2 separate regions of the Rattus norvegicus genome follow, and region 1 is linked to region 2. Evidence: chromatin contacts called from public Hi-C data. All regions are on one chromosome and are shown on one strand. Each heading gives the region's core, a stretch centred on a gene start, on an enhancer-like site or on the middle of the called end of the contact. The rest is flanking DNA. Distances are from core to core; before and after follow the strand shown. Region 1 overlaps Xpo4 (exportin 4). Region 2 overlaps Il17d (interleukin 17D).

The links. Hi-C and Micro-C count contacts between places; a contact is called where the count stands out from the background.
Region 1: a Hi-C map of the A7r5 cell line shows a contact between it and region 2, with 2.9 times the contacts expected there. The contact joins two enhancer-like sites. A contact is called at or near these places in 5 of 12 Hi-C or Micro-C datasets (the A7r5 cell line, Schwann cells, frontal cortex and 2 more).

What each region holds. Positions count from the first base shown.
Region 1 is chr15:35,858,303-35,863,622 of GRCr8, reverse strand. Xpo4 (exportin 4) reads left to right here. Exons shown (of 23, transcript NM_001395629.1): 10 at 3,098-3,274; 11 at 4,646-4,788; 12 at 5,240-5,320. Among named protein-coding and RNA genes, the nearest start is that of Eef1akmt1, 34 kb to the right of the region's middle. Within about 2 kb of position 1,287, at least 36 of the 93 cell types and tissues checked have an H3K27ac peak or open chromatin away from gene starts, as enhancers often do. A contact at or near this core is called in the A7r5 cell line, where this site is marked.
Region 2 is chr15:35,795,867-35,800,889 of GRCr8, reverse strand. All of the region lies in intron 2 of Il17d (interleukin 17D), which reads right to left. Among named protein-coding and RNA genes, the nearest start is that of Il17d, 11 kb to the right of the region's middle. Within about 2 kb of position 2,294, at least 38 of the 93 cell types and tissues checked have an H3K27ac peak or open chromatin away from gene starts, as enhancers often do. A contact at or near this core is called in the A7r5 cell line, where this site is marked.

The DNA of each region.
Region 1 (5,320 bases), core at 38-2,537, 64 kb before region 2:
CCAAGTGCCAGGTTCAAGGTGTTTGCCACCACATCCAGCCTCCTGATTGTATAAATGCTTTGGATTTGGACAAATGCGTAATAACCTTTATCTTACCCTGTAGAGTATTGACACAGTAAAAATTCTGTGTGCTTCGCCTGTTTGTTCTTCTACACCAGATTATGGAAACTACTGGGTGATAACATCTTTTTCCCTCCTTCCTTTTTTCTTTTTCCCCCTACCCCTTTCTGTTCCATTCTCCCTTCCCTTCTCCTCTATTCTCCTTTCTTCCCTCTTCTCTCCTCCTTCCTCTCTCCTCTTCCCCCTTCTCTCTCTGCCCCTGCCTCCCAAATGATGGAATTTAAATGTGAGCACCCCCGTGACAAGGCATACTGCTCTCACCATGTCTGCAACCTTCCCTTCCCAGAATATCCTGTACTTGGAATTATAGAATGATGTCACTGACATTATATTCATTATCAGGCAGGAACCAGAGTAGATTCCTGTCATTTCACTATTTGGGGGATTATATACTCAGAATTATTAAAGTTTAACTGTCCCTTTTTTCCTGTCTGAAGCTCCTCATCTTCACACTTCTCTACATCGTCAGGCTAGTTATAGGCCGAGACAGAAGTGCTGCTAATCACTCCCCTCTCCATATTCAAATGCAGTGAAGTGGGGTCAAGTAGGTCCCATAAGCTCTAAGCCCCTTTGCAAAGCCCTTGTGGCACTAGGCCTGACAGTGCCCAGAGCATGAGCACATAGTGTCTAGATTGGTCTCCTTAGTCATCTGTCCACATGCTGCCAGCAGCCTGCTGGATCTGGGCCCGCGTGGCCATGGAGCAGAGCCAAGGTGTTATGAAAAAGCACAAGCTTAGGTTTCACATCTCTGGGATTAGACTGGAAGATCAGTTGCCAATTGTCATCAACCACATTTCTCACACTTGCCTGATGAGTTACTTTATGTGCACAGAGGGAACCAGAGGTTTGTTTTTCCCAAGAAGCTCAGTCTTTAAGTCACCATTCAATGTGCAAGGTCTTGTGTGTGTGTTCTAGTTGAGAGCATTCTAATATCAGGGTTTAACGGAGGCATTATGGAGAACTCCTTTAATTACGAAAGTTAAAAGGCTTTAACTTTTTAAAAGGGGCTTTTTACATTTTGATTCATGTCTTAAATATGTACTTAGAAAAATGATAGTAGGTCTTTAAAATGTCCTGTGTGTTTCTTTTTGAGACTAGATCAGAGGATGCTACTCCTAAATCCTGTTAGATATGTTACCAGTCTGTTTATTTTGGCAAGATAAACTGTTAAGACTTGACAAATGATGTCTGCAAAGCACACGCCTTGTTAAGTATATAAACAAGCCACAGATGCTTCTGTGGGAAGAAAGCATCCTAGTCACCTCAGGATTCCAACAATTAGCTATGCAGATTTAAGGAAATTATAGAAGGAACAGAGCTTTCTTTCCCATTGTTTATAACCAACATATTTTGATTTTCATCTGTGTTTTTGACTTTCTTGACTTTTTAAAAAACAGTGTATATTAACTGTAAAGAAAAATTTTCACATGTGTATGTAACATACTTTGATCATATTCACCTGAGCCACTGCCATATTGCACAGTACAGGCAGTATGGTTTTCTTTAAAAAACAAACAAAAAAACCAAAAAAACCTGTGTTGTGTGCTTTTTTTTTTTTTTTTTTTTTTTTGATTCTTTTTTTTTTTTGATTCTTTTTTTTTGGAGCTGGGGACTGAACCCAGGGCCTTGCGCTTCCTAGGTAAGCGCTCTACCACTGAGCTAAATCCCCAGCCCCGTGTTGTGTGCTTTTGTTGAACATACTGTCATGAATATTACACTACTTTATTCTTTTAATATTTATTTATTTAATGTACGTGAGTACACTGTAGCCGTCTTCAGACACACCAGAAGAGGGTGTCGGATCTCATTACAGATGGTTGTGAGCCACCATGTAGTTGCTGGGATTTGAACTCAGGACCTCTGGAAGCATAGTCAGGGCTCTTCACCGCTGAGCCATCTCTGCAGCTCCTACAGTAGTTTCTTGATACAGTTAAGAGGAAACTTGATCTCTGTAGGCCTGAGGCCATCTGGATAGTTCCTTGCCTTTCATCTTACTCTGTGTGAGGGCCGGATCTTCTCAGTTGCATTCTTTCCTGTGGTTTCAGCACATCCAAATTCCTGCTCTTTGCAGCTTTTTAAGTACAGTGATTTCTTTCTTTCTTTCTTTCTTTCTTTCTTTCTTCCTTCCTTCCTCCCTCCCTCCCTCTCTCTCTCTCTCTCTCTCTCTCTCTCTCTCTCTCTCTCTTTCTTTCTTTCTTTCCCAGCAGATGGGGTGAGAGACTCAGTTGGGTGAGGAGAGGCGTGGCTTCTTCTTGCTTTCTTACCTGGTCACTCTTTTTCTTTCTTTCTTTTTTAAAGTATGTCATATATCCTCCTTTATAGGAAAAACCTTACTTAATGACAAGAAACAGTTATTCATATTTACATTCTTAAGCTACTTGATTACTCTATATTTTCTAATGTTATGAGTAGAGTCAGTGGCTATTATGTTTCTTGAGTATATCATTTCTTACTATATGAAATTATCTGTCCTTTTTTATTAAAATAAACTACTTTTTGTTAAGTAATATCTGTAACAATTAGGTATCTGATTAGGTCAGTTTGCTCTTTTACTAATTTTAAAAGTTACTTGAAAATGTTGGACTTGGAGTTTGTGGCCCAGTGATAGAGTACTTACCTAGCATATGCGAAGTCTCAGATTTTATCCCAGTACAAGAAAAACAAATGTATAAGAATTATACTTACATTATAATGTTATATAGTCTATTTTTTAGCTTTTCAAAAGTCTAATACTACTTTTATTTAAAAATGTACTTTCCACAAAGCACTAAACAGTCTTTTAAAATAAACATAAATTCCATGTTGCCAAGAATTGTTTCTTTTGAAATTAGGGAAATTTTAGAAGGTTTAATAAATGCTTAATAATTGGAAATACTTTTCTCTTAAAAGCATTGTTAAAATTGCCTTTGTACATAGCTGCTTCCAATGCCCATTTTATCTCTCTTGATCCTTGTTTAATGAATCCTCTTTCTTATAGCTTGATAAGGACGACATGGTGTACATGGAAGCATATGATAAGTTGCTGGAGTCCTGGCTAACTTTGGTCCAAGATGACAAGCATTTCCATAAAGGGTTTTTCACACAGCACGCAGTTCAGGTGTTCAACTCCTATATTCAGTGTCACCTTGCTGCTCCAGATGGCACAAGGAATTTGGTAAGTTTTAAGCAAGGTGGAATGAACAATTACTATAGGTTCTATTTGATCATATTAGACAACATAAAATACTAGAAATTCGGGATAGGTTCCCTCAAAGATTTGCTGAGAAAAATGTGGCTCTTTTTATCTATATACCAGTTTTCATGTGTGGGCTGTTAATTACAATCACTGCCTTTTCTTCTTTTTAACTTTAAGAGGTTTTATTATATGTTATGTGGCATAGAGTATGTATTACTTTTTTAAAGATTGATTGATTTATCTATTTGCAAAGCGTTTTTCATAGAATATATTTGGATCAAGTTCATCTCAGTCCCAACTACTAATACCATATCCTCTGACTTCCTCATCTGCTCAATTTTATGCTCATTCTTTCTTTTCCTCTGTCTCCAAACAAAGCCAAAAACCAAATGCAACCCACAATAATGAAGGTCAAAATCAAAACAATCCCAAGACCTATAAGACAACCAACAACAACAAGAAAAAACAAGGAGTCCCTCCCCCCCCCCCCAAAAAAAAAAAAGAAAGGACAAGAAAAATCATGGAGTTTATTTTGTGGGGCTTGTCCTAGAGTGTGGTTGATATACCCAGTGACACTCTGTTGGAGAAAAGGATTCCTTTTGCTAGTGAATACATTGCAACTAGCATTTTGGTCAGGGTCAGAGATAGTATCATGTGTCCAGTCTCATTGCTTGGACCTTGTCTGGCTTGACCTTGTGCTGGTCTTGTGCATTCTGCCAGTCTGTGAGATGATGTGTGCATCAGTTCTGTTGTGTCTAGAGTACTCTGTTCACTTGGAGCTATCCATCCCTCAAGCTCCTGTAACCGCCTCCTCTTCTGCATAGATAACTGAGCCTCGGCAGGGCGCAGGGGTTGGTGAAGACTTTCATTTAGGATTGAGTGGTTCACAGTCTCTCATTTTCTGCATACTGCCAGTTGTGGGTCTCTGTTAATTTTCATTGACCACAAATTACCTCCTTCAAGTTTCCAGTTAGCCACTTCTGTCTTGCCAGGTAACATCCTATATTAAGTAATATCCTATATTTAAAGAACTAGGGAATTGTAAGATGCTAGATTGTTTTCATGACAAGTGACAGTCCCCAGTATAAGAGGTAGGCTATAGATATGCGGCTAGCTGTTAGCATGTGCACAGAGAAGCATTTCATTTCTTCCTTCTCTTCAGTGCTATTCTCACCCTTTTGATGGCTACCAGGGCTGCTAGCAAGGTTGGAAAGGAGTCCTAGAAAGTTATACTTGTAGGTTGGCTCTGTCCACGTCTTCCTGAAGCCATTTGACAGGGTCACAGACACACATGCCTTATGGAACATGATGCTGTATTTCCTTGTTGTTTCTCCTCCTTTCACCAAATAGACTGCCAATGGTGTGGCCTCTCGTGAGGAAGAAGAAATAAGTGAACTCCAAGAAGATGACCGAGATCAGTTTTCTGATCAACTAGCCAGTGTAGGAATGCTAGGAAGAATTGCTGCCGAACACTGTATGCCTCTTCTGACAAGGTACACATAGTCCAGGAGCCCCTTGGAGAAGTGCTCTCTGCTCACAGTTCCCTGGAGAGCTTTGAGCACCCCACCCCTTCCCAGTACACTGGACCCAGTAGATAGATGCATGTTTATGATTGCATTCATTGGTCTTATACAGTGGGAGCCTCGGCACTACATTATAGACTACAGGGATTGTGGAAATCAAGGCATGAGAAATGACTTGGAATAACCAGTTTCAAATGCCTGTCATATAAACCTTGCTTGTTTATAAAGTGGTATTTTAATTCTGTCATAAAATATACATTGTTTCTTCTAGTGCTCTTGAGAATAGCTGTGTACTATAGTATCTTTAAATATATGTATTTTGTGCTAACATCTTAGTTTATGTTGTTTAGTTATATGGAAGTTGTCCTAGACCTTCACACCCTGCACTTGATTGAGCCATTGTTTTTTTTTCCTCTTTTAGTTTATTAGAAGAAAGAGTAACAAGACTCCATGGCCAGTTACAACGGCATCAGCAACAATTACTTGCTTCGCCTGGATCAAG
Region 2 (5,023 bases), core at 1,045-3,544:
TCTCTGTGTAGCCGTGGCAGTCCTGGACCTCACTCTGTAGACCAGCCATCACCCAATTTATTTTGTTTTTATGAGCCAAGGTCTCCTTCTATAGCCCTGGCCATACTGGAACTTGTATCGTAGACCAGGCTGGCCTGGAATTCAGGGATATCATCAGGTGTGTGGTGGCCTTTAATCCCTCTATGAGCTTGAGGACAGCCTGGTCTACAGAGTGAGAGAGGAAGAGAACTCCAGGACAGCCAGGGATACATGGAGAAACCGGTCTTGAAAAACAAACAAACAAACAAAAAAAGAGATCTGTCTCTGGCTCTTGAGTACTGGGATTAGAGCTGTGTGCCACCACTCCTAACCTTGAAATTACTTTTAAATGAAGAGCCAAAAAAAAAAAAAATCCAAAATGCATTGCTATTAAATCTTCCTCATGGGAGAGCCAGGGAAACCTACGCCTGACTGACTGCAGAGGGCACCGGAATGACTGAACTAACAGTTGGTGCGTTGAGACCCTGGTTGTGTGGCAGCACCCTTGACATTTGGTGGTGCGCACACCAACAGAGACTGGTGATGGCCCTGGGTACCCTGGTGAGCTGGGCAAGGATGTGGGACCTGCTTCTAAGATCACACAGGCCTGTGGACAGGCAAGACCACGGGCTTCAGGCATTGGGATCATAGCCAACTCCAGTGGAGGGTCTGGGGAATGCTGCAGGGACCTGGAAGATGAAGTGTGGGGCTTCGCTACGCAGGGAGGCAGAGGAGGCTGCAGCCAGAAAGCAGCAACACACACCTGGGTCAGAAAAGAGATGACCGTTGCAAAAAGTCACAAGCTGGAGCGATGTGTGTGAGGGTTAGCATAAGGCATGGGGTTGCGTGTGCATGAGTATGAGCATGAGCAGGAGAGTGACTGTGTGTGTGAGCATGCATGTGTGAACAGAAGCATGGGGAGAGGGTGTGTAAGACATGAGCACATGCGTGTGTGGAGATGTGAGGCTATGTGAGCATGAATGGTACACAGCTGAACATATGGCGTGAGCATGTTTGAATGTGTGAGCATGTGAGACTGAGAACGTATGTGTGTGTGTATGTATGTATGTATGTATGTATGTATGTATGTATGTATTGAGTCTGAGTGAGATCCCATGAGCACGTGTAATCATGGATGTGACGGCAGGCTAGGGAAGCTGGTGGGTAGTACAGGGTGTAAAGCAGCCCTGGAGCCATTTAACCCCATAGCTTCTGAATGGGAAAGAAGACCACCCAGCATCCAGAGAGACTCCTGGAGAACCCAAGGGACCTCTCAGAAGGCCTACAGACACGAGGCCCTTCTCTTTGACATGTGTGGGCCCGGAGACCATCAACTATCCAATTCAATGTCAACCAACATCCTGGGAGTCCTTTGGGAGCAGCCAGCACTCAGGTGTCACTCAGCTTAGTTTTGTCGGTGAAAGTATTCTTGCTTGGGTCCCTGATGACCAAAGGCTCATCCAACTAAAAATATCCACCCCAGTCCGCCAACCGGTCCCCAAGCCAAAGTTTTCCCTTTTCCCTTGAACCTTTTGGACAATGGCTAGTGACAAGACAGTCCCGTGTGCCAACCCCACCTGCCACCTGGGATAGAGTGTAGGAGCAAGGGGTATTTTCAAAATGTGTCTTTGACACCTAGATTGTTTCCTCACACAGGAAGGTGTTCAACGTAGAGACCAGATGTGCTGTTCATGGCAGTGGCTCTCACTCAGAGGGACGAGCACCACAGAAGGGCAAGTAGCCCCTGAGCTGGCAGACACCCGGCTCCCTGCCAACTCAAGAGAAAACACCAGCTCTGTGGGAGAGCAAGGCTGCCTCCGTCCGGACCCTTTCTCTTCCCCAACATGGACATTCAGTCCAGCAGAAACCACCTGGCCTCTGAGGCCAGTCTCCTGTCATCTCTGAGTTTGCTGACCGCTGCTCTGTGCAAACTTTGTCCAGGACTTGGTTGAAACACATCGACACCCCCACCCCCACCCCCGGGCTGACGAATTGTGGCGTGGTCCTGGCCCTGTGTGAAGTTTGGCTCTGGAGAGCGACAGCTGTCGGGGCTTAATCCAAGAACAAAGGACAAGTCCTCCAGAGATGATTAGAGGTGATGGAAGCTGAGCTCTTGGAGGAATTTAAGTGACCACAGAGACAGAAAAAGAGCGCTGCCCCTGTGGCCTGGACATGGTAGGAAACAATTCTAAGCGGCCAGGAGGCGGAACTCAGAGAACAATGAACACATCCCCGGGAGGAATCTGCCACCTGATGCGTGCTTGTGAGGGCCAAGTGAAGCCAGGCAGCCACTGGCACATCACAAAAGATTTCCATTCCAAAGCAATGGAGTCTGAGTAAGACAATGGAGTCTGAGTAAGACGGATTTTCTCTGGGTAACTCAAAGATCCCCACTCCCAGGCACTGAGCTGGGGGCCCTGACCAGAAGTTGGGGCACCCATGAGGAGTTGGGGACAAAATGGGCAGCCTGAAATCATGCACACTGGGGGCCACTGAGTTCAGCCCAGCAGACTTTCCAGGGACCTGTCAGATATAAGCCCTGGAAAGAAAATGTTGGTACAGTCTAGTTGCCGACCAGTAACCCAGAGTGAGTCACTGATGCTGACTGTTGACAGAAAGGCTGAGCTTCCCGAGGGCCCACAGACCAGGCTTGAATCTCCAAGGTCTTGGAAAATTCCCTCAAGCAAGTGTATTCCTTTAGTCCACACCATCAGCACACATCTTAAACCAAAATCCCAGCTTAGAACTTGGTAAGCCAATCCTGAAACTCACAGGGAAAGAAAAGAAAGGCTCAGAACTGGCAGGACACATCCCAGGGAGAATGAGGGGTGAACTCTCCAAGAGACTAGAAGGGATTAAGACAGCGGGAAGTCCAGGATGGTGGGTAATCACCAGACCCTTTAGGGATAAGCAGCTTCCCTCAGTAAAGCAGAGGCTCCTTTGAGAAGGTCCCGTCAGTGCAAGACTGCCAACATGGAGTTTACAGAGTACCCGTGTAGCTCTCACTTAAAATGCAGGTTCTGGCAGAGTATGGTGTGCGACACACACGTCAGTGTAGCACTCAGAAGGATAAGGCAGGAGGACCATAGCTATAGGCCAGCCTGGGCTACACTGAATATGGGACTGTGTTTCCTAAGATGTGCCAGTCATGTATTGAAATCTTACATGGTGCTTCATGAGTAGGCATAATTAATGTGCTAATAAAAATTAATCTTAGAAGAATAGAAACAACCACGGTCTTCTGGTCCACCTCTGGAGAGCACGGCTCTCCGTGCTCACATGCAGCCCAGTGACCTGCTCTGCTCACTTAAACTGGTCATCTTGTCGAGCACACAGAAGTATGGCAGCACCAAGCAGGGTCTGGCCACATCTGCACTGGATGGCTAGCCACGGACAGACAGCAGCTGGTGGTCAACAACTGGATGCTACATTTTCCCAGTGCCCTTTCTGTATGACCGAACCAGCCCACACTGGCCTCCACGCTAACACACAGAAGGTCATTATAACCCGAGTTGGCACCGCCGCGGAATGGCTGTGGGACTTAGTTGTACTTCACTGGAGGCACATAAGTGAGTTTTTTAAAAATAGTAATGCTCTTCCCTCACCCTAGAGATTCTGAATTAATTGCTCTGGAATGGAGCCAAGATGCTGCTATTTTTTTAAAGAAGCTTCCCAGATCACTCTCACAGATAGCTCTGTGCAGGCTGTTTGCTCTCCTCATTTAGGAAAAGTGAAGCCAGATCTGACAGTGCACACCTCTCATCCCAGCATTTGGGAGGCTGAGGCAGGAGGACTGCCACAAGTCCAAGGCTAGCCTGGGCTATATAACAAGACCCTGTCTCAAAACAAAAAGAAGTCATGAATTAAGAAGGGTTTGACAGCTGGCTACTTCTCTGTGAGAGAAGCTTTAAGCTCCATTCCCAGCATCGGGGGCGGCAGGAAAAGTACCTTCCATTTTATCTTTGGAGTTAACCCTGCAGCTGGGGCTGGCAGGAGCCACCACACTATAGGGAAATTTCCCTGTACATAAACGACTGTCCAGTGCCCCAGGGCCTGAAGCAGTGGGCTCTGTGGGGGAAGCAGGGGTAACTGGGGACACGGGAGGCTACAAACAGCTTCTTCCCTCAAGGGGGAAGCTGTGGCCAGCAGGCCCATCAGCTCCTCCCTCCTTCCATTTGCTAAGGCCCCAGGGAGCCAAAGAGCCGCAGTGTCTGCTGCCAAGAAGCACTGAAAAACACTTCTCTGGCCCCTAAAAGAAAACACTGTGCATTTCTCCTGAAAGAGGACATGGAAAAAACTCAGCAGGGATTGCAGCCGTCCTGACCAGGACGTAGATTCCCTCAGACTTCACCTGGCCAGGGAGAGTTAGAGGTCAGCTCTTCTCTAGCTGCTGCTTCTGAACTTGGCAGTGGCTTGACTGAGCCTGCGGGCTCCGGAACAAACACAGCTCTCCTACCAAGGAGCAAGCTCAGGGCTACCAGCAGCAAGGAGGCTCACCGGCCCACCTCCCTCTCACATGTGGGCAAATGGTGGTCCTAGAATCACACGGTCTAGGGACACTGAGTGTCCACACCTGGTACACAGTGACAGTCCCATTTGGGAATCCACTTATTCTGTGTAGAACCTATTCTCACCAAGGGCCCAAGTGAGATGACAGAGCATTAGGAAGGAATTTGGAAGTTCATGGCGACAGTGGGGTCTTGCACAGGAGAGAACGGAATGAGAAGGACAGCCGAGACTCCTCCAAGGCTTCCATTCTTTTGTCATGGCAAATGTGACGCCCTGAGCAGCTGGGAGCATCTCTTCAAAGGAAAAACTCGCTCATGCCCACAGGATGGCTCAGCTCTCCAGGGGAAGCTGCAGAATGTGGGTCCCGAGCCATCTTTGATGTCCCCGACCTTGGAACAATGGGGGAGGTGGCTGGATGTGCGAGGGAGGAGCCCACCTGGTCTGTGGCACCAGCTGTCACCATGGAGGAGCAGTTCACAAATACTAGCCTCTGGCC